Linked DNA regions of Sus scrofa: all the other regions are linked to region 2. Evidence: chromatin contacts called from public HiChIP or PLAC-seq data. All regions are on one chromosome and are shown on one strand. Each heading gives the region's core, a stretch centred on a gene start, on an enhancer-like site or on the middle of the called end of the contact. The rest is flanking DNA. Distances are from core to core; before and after follow the strand shown. Region 1 holds the start of TRIO (triple functional domain protein). Region 2 has its middle 94 kb from the start of DNAH5. Region 3 has its middle 66 kb from the start of TRIO.

The links. HiChIP or PLAC-seq counts read pairs in DNA pulled down with a chosen protein or histone mark.
Region 1: an H3K27ac HiChIP or PLAC-seq map of skeletal muscle shows a contact between it and region 2. The contact joins the promoter of TRIO here to the enhancer-like site in region 2. A contact is called at or near these places in 19 of 47 Hi-C or Micro-C datasets (alveolar macrophages, embryonic fibroblasts, epiblast stem cells and 10 more) and 2 of 2 datasets of contacts at active chromatin or transcription factors (alveolar macrophages and skeletal muscle).
Region 3: a contact with region 2 is called in an H3K27ac HiChIP or PLAC-seq map of skeletal muscle. The contact joins two enhancer-like sites. A contact is called at or near these places in 1 of 47 Hi-C or Micro-C datasets (embryonic fibroblasts) and 2 of 2 datasets of contacts at active chromatin or transcription factors (alveolar macrophages and skeletal muscle).

What each region holds. Positions count from the first base shown.
Region 1 is chr16:3,688,740-3,692,127 of Sscrofa11.1, forward strand. TRIO (triple functional domain protein) reads left to right here and starts at 2,101. Exons shown (of 56, transcript XM_021077142.1): 1 at 2,101-3,388.
Region 2 is chr16:3,458,766-3,462,236 of Sscrofa11.1, forward strand. No RefSeq gene overlaps it. Among named protein-coding and RNA genes, the nearest start is that of DNAH5, 94 kb to the left of the region's middle. Within about 2 kb of position 1,251, at least 5 of the 83 cell types and tissues checked have an H3K27ac peak or open chromatin away from gene starts, as enhancers often do. A contact at or near this core is called in fetal skeletal muscle and skeletal muscle, where this site is marked.
Region 3 is chr16:3,623,593-3,626,726 of Sscrofa11.1, forward strand. No RefSeq gene overlaps it. Among named protein-coding and RNA genes, the nearest start is that of TRIO, 66 kb to the right of the region's middle. Within about 2 kb of position 1,484, at least 7 of the 83 cell types and tissues checked have an H3K27ac peak or open chromatin away from gene starts, as enhancers often do. A contact at or near this core is called in skeletal muscle, where this site is marked.

The DNA.
Region 1 (3,388 bases), core at 851-3,350, 230 kb after region 2:
CCTGATCTGTGGCACAGACGTGGTCTAGGATCTCACAGGTGTCTCCAAGGTGGCATCTGCCAGTCCTTTCCCTCTCCATGAGCATGGTTGGGTGGGTGGGGGCAGGTGTGTACTTCTTGGGTAGTCGCCCAGTGTGCCCTTTTGTTCCAGAAGTTTCAGGACCACAGCTCGATCCTTTAATGTGTGAGGAAAGAGCACAGTGGGAGTTGTCCTATCTACAGTGTAATCTAGAGTCACCGGAATAGCACAGGAGCATTTATTTGTAATTTTTTTGTAGTCATGCACTCTGTTTTCATAAATAGCTCTTCAGGGCATGGAACAAGATCTGCCTTTTGATCTGAGGACATTTCATAGCTGAGTTCTTCCTGCTTTTTATTGAAAGTTATGTGATATATTTAATCTAGCTTTAGTAAATGTACAGGCTTCCTCAGTCTTTGCCCTGTTGGGTGTGTTTTTAAAAATGGAAAAAAGATTGAAAATAATACTTAGGTGACCAGCCTAATAATAGCCACAAACTATTTCTTTGTGTGGTTAGTTTTATTTCTGCTTTTTTTTAAATTTTATTTTCTGTTTTAGAAGTTTTCATCTTCAATTTTAATAAAATTAATTTCTCTAGGGAGTTCCCTGGCAGCCTAGTGGTTAAGGGACTCAGTGTTGTCACTGCTGTGGCTCAGGTTCCATCCTTGGCGCAGGAACTTGTGCATGCTGTGTTCTAGGCCAAAACAAAACAAAAATCTCTTTTTTGTGACATATTTAGCAAAAATATGTGGTAAAAGCATTTGGAATTTATATTCCAGTCTATGTTCAGGCACGTACATATATCACAATAGAATTTAATGCATTTCAACACCAATGTAGCCATTGAGTCATGTGCCTTTCTTCCTCTAGAAAACTGTGAGTCTCAATTTCAGAGGGCAATTCAGGGACCGACAGGCAAAAGCAACTACATTTTAAAGAAACTAAGGATACATGGGAGTGAGTCTGTAGCTAACAGTGGAATGTGGGAGATGGAGGTTTTCATTGTCAAGTTTTGTGTTCTTGACTTTGTTCTCACATCGGTAGGATATTCTTCCTGTGGGATAGCCTGTGACATAGCCTCTCTAACTAGCATCCTTCACTCCATCAGGGGTGTTAATAAATAGGTGGAGTTCCGAGTTGGCAGAGTCCCAGGGTTCTGCTGTGTTCTGACCAGGGCATCTTGGGGCATAGGCTACGAGGGACCAGTAGGAAGCATGCATTTTCTTATCTGATATTTTCAAATACCTGTAGATTGGGATCACAGCTACAGCTTCCTCCTTCCCAGTATTTCTGTCATTTGATCTGCTTTCTCCATTGCCTGGGTCCTGTAGTACTTTGTGCTGCTTACAGAGTCTTTCATACTGTACATTTTTCTCTAGGTATTTATGAGCTTGTCTCTGTGAGGGCTGCCCTGGTGCCTAATTCCTTTTTTTTTTTTTTTTTTTTTTTTTTTTTTAATGGCCACACCTGCAACATATGGAAGTTTCTGGGCTAGGTGTCAAATCAGAGCTACAGCTGAGGCCTACACCTCAACAACACTGGATCCGAGCTGTATCAGCAACCTACACTGCAGCTCACAGCAACGTCAGATTCTTAACTTACCGGGCAAGGCCAAGGATCAAACCCTCATCCTCGTGGATACTTGTCTAGTTCTTAACTGGTTGAGCCACAACAGGAGCTCCCCTAACTGTTCTTTGCATTTACCCCACTGCCATCTCTCTCCACCTCGGTTGGAGTTGAGGTGTAATCAGTCTTTGCAGACACATGGAGTGGATTACCCAATGACCTGTGATGAATTGCTGAGACTACATTGTGTCCATTCAAGAGTTTTGAAGGAACCTTAAGGATGAAATTGCAGAACCTTGGCTCTTGTTCTGCCTTTTATAAATAGCCACTGTTTTAAGAGCTTGGGGTGCTGCCAGCACAAAGCATGGTGTATTGGAAAGCAAACCGGCCTGGCGATCTGGAGGCCTGGGTTGCCGAGCCCTTTCACAGCCGGCTGGGTAGTGCTGCCAAGGCCCTGGACCTGGACCTCAGGGTCAGCGTCCAGATGTGTTTGCTGCCATCTTTGCACAAAGTCTCTGATGATTGTCAGTGTCATGGTTGCATCCTTAACACAGAGCCCTTCATTCCTGTGTTAAGTCGTCCATGGAAAGGATGGTTACTGATCTACCCATTCTTTGTTTTGTTCAGTAATATGTTGTAGCGACCAGATTCTGTCAGATTCCTCCAAAAGGTGCTGGTTTTGTTGCAGTCTGTGGGCTTGTTTCTGCCTGCTGGGCTCTGCAGTGGGTGCCATTCCAGTCTGGACTTAGGTCCTTACCCTTCATGTGGAGCAGGAGCTGCTTGGAACCTGCCCCCAACGTGCTGGCTCGGTGGGCAGCCAGAGGTTTGGGCCAAGTTTATATACAGAATCTGGGGCTCCCCTTCTCTCCACAGTTTCTCCTCTTGGTTCTCCTCCTCTTGCGGCCGAGGTTGCCCTGTCCTGACTTGCTTTTAGTAGCCCCAGGTGGCTTAGGCCGGACCCCACCCTCAGGCTGAACTTTAAAGTCATTTCCTCTTTCCTGGTGTGTGCATTTGGTCACCCTCCTGTGCCCTCCTTAGACAGTGGGTTTTATAAGCTAAACCTGCGGCAGGGCTGGTCCACAGGAACTGCTCAGGGACACCTTAGTGGAAGCTCCGTCATTTACTGAGAGCTCTTTTCTTGCTTTTAATTCTGGGTCTGTCTCTTGCTTCAGTTGTTCCCAGGCTTACAATACAAGTTCACAAGTATTTTCAATAAAGACTTCCTTGTACTGTTTTGGCAAAAACAGACAGGAAAATAGAGATGGGGCAGCAGTCTTTAGTTCTTTCTAGAGATGGCTCTGCCATTAATGATAGTCACTGGTTTTGATGAGGATGGCTGGCCTCCCAAACCTAGATTACCTCTGGTGGAGCTGTCCCAGAGAAAAATGCTGAGGATGAACGTGTCTGACCCCAACCTCCCACGTGGGCATTTGCCCTGAAGTGCTGGGCCAGCCGTATTTGGGCTGCCAGAATTCCTTTTGTTTAGATGGATATTGGCTTGGCCTAAATTGCCTGCTGCGTGCCTCCTTGCCACAGTATTTCCACTTGGCCTTCTACGATGCTGGGGCTTGGGGAGAATTGGCCTGATGTGAGAAGGAGGGACCTTGGCCATCCTGTGAAGCGGGTGACACCAGGCCATCTGACCACATTAACCAGTGACATTCCTCCAGGGGGGCATGACCCAGAAAACCTGGAAGGACAGAGCCAGGAGGGAGCAGTGGCCAGTCCCCAGCTATTTATAATCCCTGCTCTCCTCCCTGACAATGTTTATTTTTAACTGGATTGGAAAGTCTATTAGGAGGAG
Region 2 (3,471 bases), core at 1-2,500:
AGTCAGCTGCAAATATCAGGTAGACCCAAGGATGAAGGTCACTGGCTATCCAGGAGCTATTAGGGGAAAATGCAGAGGGCTTCAGCCAGACTAGGAGGTTTGTCATTGAAACCCGTTATTGTTAGTTACCAGTTGTTGGATCTCATCCTCGCCTGTGTGGATGACCTGCACTGATGCAGATTCTTAGCACGCCAGCTCAGGGATTCAGAACCCTGGTGGCTGGACAAAGAAACTTTAGGAAGAGTGAAGATTACCTCCCACCCCCGGTGGGGTGCTGGCAGTAATTCCAGCCCAGGGATTTACTCACTGGGTGGAAGGACACTCAACCTGTGGGCACCAGCCACCTGTTTCAGAATCACCTGGAGGGTATAAGTCAAAACTTCACATTCTTGGGCCTCGCCCCAGACTTTTCCAACCAGAAAGAGGGCTAGCCCTCTTTCCAACCTAGCCCTCCTGAAAGAGGGCTAGGGTACTGTCGAGGAGCCAGTGGACCTCAGTCTCTTATACCGTAACCCCTGGGGTTTTTTTCCCCTCCTCCATTGTCGACATCCCACAGGATTGCTATGGCCACTGTCCTCACTTCAGGCAGTTGTGTCAGAGTTGGTTGGCCTGCCTCAATTTCTTGCCTCTCTATTTTCTCTTTTATACTGTCACCAGAGTTAAAAAAAAAAAAATAGAGATGGCACTATTTCTGCCCCCTAAACCTTTGAATGGTTTCTCCATCATTTAGCAAGTAGATACCGCTAGTTGCAAACCCAACAGCCATTTTTCCCTTATTTTTTTCTAATAGAACCCTGATTTCATCCAGGCATAGAAGGGAAATGTTCTCACAGAAGGTGGGCCCTACCCCACCACAAAGGACTAATTGTGATGGCTGTCTAAACAGTCTTCATATTGTCGTTTTGCCATTTGCCAGAGATTGGTTCAGAGAGAGGTAGGTCACCCAGTTCTGTCCAATGAGACATTACAGGAACATCCTGGGGGCTTCTTTGAAAGATCCTTGATCCTGATTTTTCAAAAGAGACAAAAAGGAAAAATTCCCCCATTTTCCCCTCCGTAGCAGCTGCCTATGGTTCCCTGCAGCAAGCACATCCCTTGGTCCACTGTGGTTTCATGTGATTTCAACTGTATCCATAGTGGATATTCTTAGTTACCAGTTGTTTATCTCATCCTCTCACCATTGGTGAGGGAGGAATTCCTACCCTAGAGTTCTGGGGGTGGCTGAGCGCCCAACACTGGACAAGATGAGGTCAAGGCCATTTATAGTCACGTATGCTCATGCCTGGGAAGGGGACACAGCATACGATGCAGGACACAGGGCTTCACTAGGGATCAGAGCCATCAAGCAGGGCTGTGGGAAGCAGGATTTGTAGTATCAAAAGTTTGGGGTGCCCCATGGTTCTCCCGGGAGAATAGGATAGTCTTGTTCAAATAACTCCGTGGTCTGGCAGGAAACTGAGTCTTACTCAGGGATAAACAGCAGCAGGACCTATTCCCAGGATGAGGAGAGTTGTTTGGCTAGTGGACCTTATCTGTGGGAGCAGGGTGGGGAGGAGAACCAGCCCTCCCAGCTTCAGATATCAAAGCAGCACATACTACTGAATATTAATTTCAAGCCTGGCACCACAACGATGGGCATTCTTAAGTGCTCCTACTCACCCTGAGCTGACAGCATCCCACCTCAGGCACACACACTATGCTTCTTTACATCTTGGCCTTTGAGTCTTCTCCTATGCCACGCCTGCCACCTCACACACCGGCATTCTTTGCCCTTCCAGCTATGGGAACAGTGGATGAAGACTCCAGAAGCCTCAGTCTTCCAAGAGGGCAATCCTGGCTATATTCTGGGCACTTTCCAGTACATCCCAGCAAAACTTAGCCCCTGGCACCCACAGCAGAAGCTCAATGACACATCCTTGTATTGGTTTTTCCTCCTTCTCTGCCTCATGTCCCCAGTTCCTCCCTCCCAGTTTCTGGACCAAATAAATGATAAATGATACATTTATCATTTGTAAATGTATCATTTATAAAGTGTATCATTTATAAATGATATCAGGCTCTACTTTGGAGGGAATCTAGAATAACGTCCCTTCCTTGGACCTAGACACAGTTTTATGAAGAAATGATGTCATACCTTGAGAGGACAAAGTTGAGGATGAAAGCCAACATGCCCAGGATGGCAGAGTGGAAATATGAGATGAGTTGGGGGCCCTGGTGACATCCCTGAGATGCTAACCCCAAACAACTCCTCCCTCCATTCTTGTTGGAAGGAGATGATGGATCCCCACTCCATCATTTAGGCCACTTTCATTGGAAAACCCTAAGTGATCCACAAGAATTTCCAGAACATCCATATCAATAGCAGGCAAAAAACCACTTGAATTTTGGGCAAGAGAAGCCAGAAGTCTCAGATATGAGGTCAGCTGGAAGCATCAGCTGTCACAGAAGCATCTCTCGGGAATCCTCCAGAAGGGGAGCACAGGAGTCCAAATGTGCCATCTGCCAAAGCCAGTCCCCAAGTCTCAATATGTGGCGAGCATAACTATTTGTCATAACTTTGGCCATTCTCATTCCATCTTGTTCTCTTCAGCTGTCACTTGAATTTCTCCAGCATGATTCCAGCCCACATAATTGTAGAGGGAATTCTTCATCAGAGTTGCACAAGCACAATTATAGCCACGAATGACTGAGATTCTCATGACAACAGCCTCTGGAAATCAACCACGTTTGAGCGTCTCAGCTGCGTGTCAGCTACTGCCATGCAACTGGCATGTAGGGTTTTGCGTGGAATCTGTAAACCATTAAATAAGACGGAGGCTCTGAAAACATGGTTCCCTGGTGCTCTCTGTACTCAGCAATAACGTGAGAGATTAGAGATCTATTTTTACTCTTTGGAAGATACTAATTAGCATTTAGCTGATTTACCCCAATTAGGCAAATAGTTGTTTAATGAGAAATCTTCACAAGTTAGAAGGCTCACATTACCCTCCCAGAGGAATTAAAGAAACCCCCACAAAGCCTGGTGGGGGAGTGAGAACAAGTGTCTCCTATATATTTATAGGGATTTACTAGCATGAACAATTAGCATCCATTTTCGGATTTGAGCTTGTTCTCGCTTGTGCTCCTAACAATACCTACAGAAGTTCTAGGCACTCCTTAGCTCTTGCTGAATTGTCTTAATTGCGGTCCTATAATCCTCACTGAGCAGAACTGGGGGTACAATGACCAATAAGGCCACCCTGTCTTCTAGCCTTCAGCATCAGAGCTGTTTGACTGGAAGCAAGACACAGCCCCTCTATGACTCAGTATCCTCATATGAAAAATGAGGACCGTATACCCAGCCTCAGGGTCTCCAGCCTGTGCTGGTGCACAGAAGCCCACCCTTTGGAGGGCCCTGAGCTTGCGTTAATGCTCTGCTGTGGCCACCTTGAAATTATTAATAGTTTGTTGTTGTTGTTGTTGTTTGTCTTC
Region 3 (3,134 bases), core at 234-2,733, 170 kb after region 2:
GTCTCTGCCTAGCACTTAATTGTGCTAGGTATGGAGTTCAAGTTTTAGAGATTCAAGAAGTTTCAGATCATTTGTCCCATCCTTTCTTTCAAGGTGTTAATGCTCTCATTCCACAGAATCACCTTTCGTTGAGAGCTTCTGAAAGCAGCAGCACAACCTAACCCTGGAGCTCTCATGGTGGGAATTTGGGGTGTTGTGAGAAGTTGCCTGGTTAGCTGCACTGCTTGGGAGATTCTGTTCCTGACCTTGGACCATCAGATTGGGGGCCTTTGCATTAGGCCCTGATGAGGCTGTGTAAACCTGGGCTCTGGCTCTCTGAACCCCTTAACCCCTGTGATCCTGCCCAGTGAATCCCACAGTTGCGCACTGTGGACCAAACTCCAGGGGCCCCCTCTGCTTATGTCTGTAACCTCAGAACCCCTGTGCAGTCAGACTGTCGTCATGTGGAAGTGACTCGGAGCCTTGGGAGGTGCTTGGCCCAGACAGTAGTTAGTTTTAAAAGTTATCCTTCCAATAGACTCAAGTCTTTGTGCATAGCAGCAGGATAGTTCATTTTCAGTGTAAGTTTCTTTCAGTTTATTAAAAACTATGGAAAAGTCTTTTCCTGAAAAGTAATCTCCCAAACCTGTAACTCGAGGTGTTAAATGTTCATTTTTCTAGGTTCCATTAAAAATCATTGTGAGATGTTTCTATAAAAATATTTGCCTTGATTAAAAAAATTCAGTACTTGTAGATTTTGGATTATTAAGGCAGAATTGCTAAATATTCTTTTCAATGGTCTCATTCTTTAGAAAGACACAAAGCTGTCTTATCTGCTTTCAAGAAAATCTTATTCTTTGTTGAATGATTTAAGCCTATTAGTTCTTGGAAAATTATAACGATATGCTGCCTTCAGACAAAAAAACTAGTTCTAGTTTCTTTTACTGAGAAGAGACTGTTGTTATTGAGGATTATTTCTACCCCTGATGTCATTCTGTTGACTGGACTTTTGGAGCAGATGTCTTAGACACTGGTTGAGGCTCTAGCCTTATGTATTCTTATTACCATTTCTTTTTCTGGCCCCTGCTCCTGCCCGCTGGTCCCCCCGCCCCAACCCTGTTGTCCCAAAGAAGGAGATTTATGAAGGATGCCATCTTCATCACCAGAGTTTTGCTGGTCCTGAACAGAGCCTTGTCCAGTTGGCATCTTGAAGCGTATTTTACCCTTGGTCTGACCATTCCCCTTGCTGGAACTTGGTTTCTTAATTTAGATGTCATGCTGCACCCTTGCCCAGATATCGAGTTGTGGAGAAGGGGTTGGGGTAGAGCCTGTTAGGCTGGTTCAGGACAGACTCGGGGGAGACACTGGCGGGGCCAGGTCAGTGGTTATGATTAGGAGGCCCTCCTGAAATAGCATCTTTCAGGGGTTGGGTCACAGTTCTCCACTGTCTAGAGCAGGGTCTTGGTAGCAGTATCCTGGCCATTACCCAGTGATTCCCACCTGGGCTTCCGGCCCTCCACAGTCTGAGAGGACCAGCCATGCCACAGTGTCTTCAGGGAGCCAGACACCGTGTCGCAGGGACTTGGCACATTGTGTCCTGCAGTCAGGTGGCCCTGCCCTCAGTCCTTCCGTCACTGTGATCCATGGGTGCCTTTGTTCTGATTGAGAAGGACCCTTCTACCCTTCTCAGGGCCTTGCCCCCTCCCCCAGCCTTTCCCTGTCCTCAGGTTGCAGATTAAGTGTCACTTGCCACAAGGCTTCTCTGACCCCTTAGATTAGGAAACTCCCTCTTAAACACTTCCCAGGATCTTGTCCTTAATCTTTAATTGTACTTGTGGTTTGAATACCTGTTGTGATATGTTTTATTTCTGTCTCCTCTGAATGATGGGCATGCTTCTTGGGGCAGGGAATTAACGTTGATATTTCCTATCTGGATTCTGGATTCTGGATTCGCATGTCCAGTATTATTGTGAGTGTCCACTAAGTGTTGACTGTGTGGTTTAGGGTTATTATTTTCCCCGTGGAGCCTGGGTCGGTCTAGAAATTGGGCTGGATCTGCAAGCAGAGATTAAAGACTGCCAGCTGTAGAGTTGCTGGGGGTGGGGTGGGCAGAAATAATTCCATTAAGAGGAGCATCTTAACTGAAAGATACTGGGGTTTTTTTGATTCATAGTACACAATAAGGCCATTCATCCAGTAAGAATTCTTCCTCCCAGTTTCTGCTTTGTGTGGTTACTGATGTTAGATAATCATTTTCAGTTCCAGCATATGAACAGACTGCCCATTTAGTGAGTTAATTTTTCCCTGTTTTATTAACTGAGTTTTTGCTTTTTCAAAGTTAGTCTAAAATTCTTTCCACATTTAAGTAATGTTTTAAAAATGAGTATTCTTTCAAAGATAATTGTATCCTGAAGGAAAACATAAATCTGATCTGCTGTTTATGCTTTGGAGTAACTCAAGATTTTGCTTCTGTTTACCATACAACAAAAGTAATACCAATTAAAAACTGTACTGGAGCCATAGCAGTTTTAAACTTAAAACATGCTTTTAAATAGGATTTCTAGCACTGACTTGATTACAGATAAATGCGTTGCATTTTGATTGTAATGGTTTGCGCAGGTCACCTTCCTGTGGTTTTTAAGAATGTTTGGCTGCATTATTTGTTAACTTTGAGGATTAAGTGTAACTGCTCTGATATCAGAATCTTTTCCTGGAGGCTGGGAGGAGCTGAGGGCTGAGATGATTCCTTTCTTGGGTGAAGGGAGGGGTTCTTTTTATTACTTCACTGAGGTTTACTTTGAAAATATTAATGAATTAGTTCTGCTCACTTATTAACTCTACTTGCTCATTTTTCTTGAAATATTGATTGTCTGCAGATCACATTAAATAAAAGCAGAAACACAGAAGTGCTTGAAAATCCGGGCCCAGAGGTGTAGGTGGACCTAAATGGCATTCCTGCTTACTCTGCTTTGACAATTTCAGGCAAAAAGATAAAAATGAAAGTCCTGTTATCACCCTGTGAAAGTCCAGTGTAATGCCAGCACAGCCAACATTTCTAGGCTATTCTTAGGCCCTATACACAAGATGAAGTAATTTTAAATATCAGTGTTGCCTGCTGTGAATACGAATATATCCATTCCAGTCATTTATAGTTT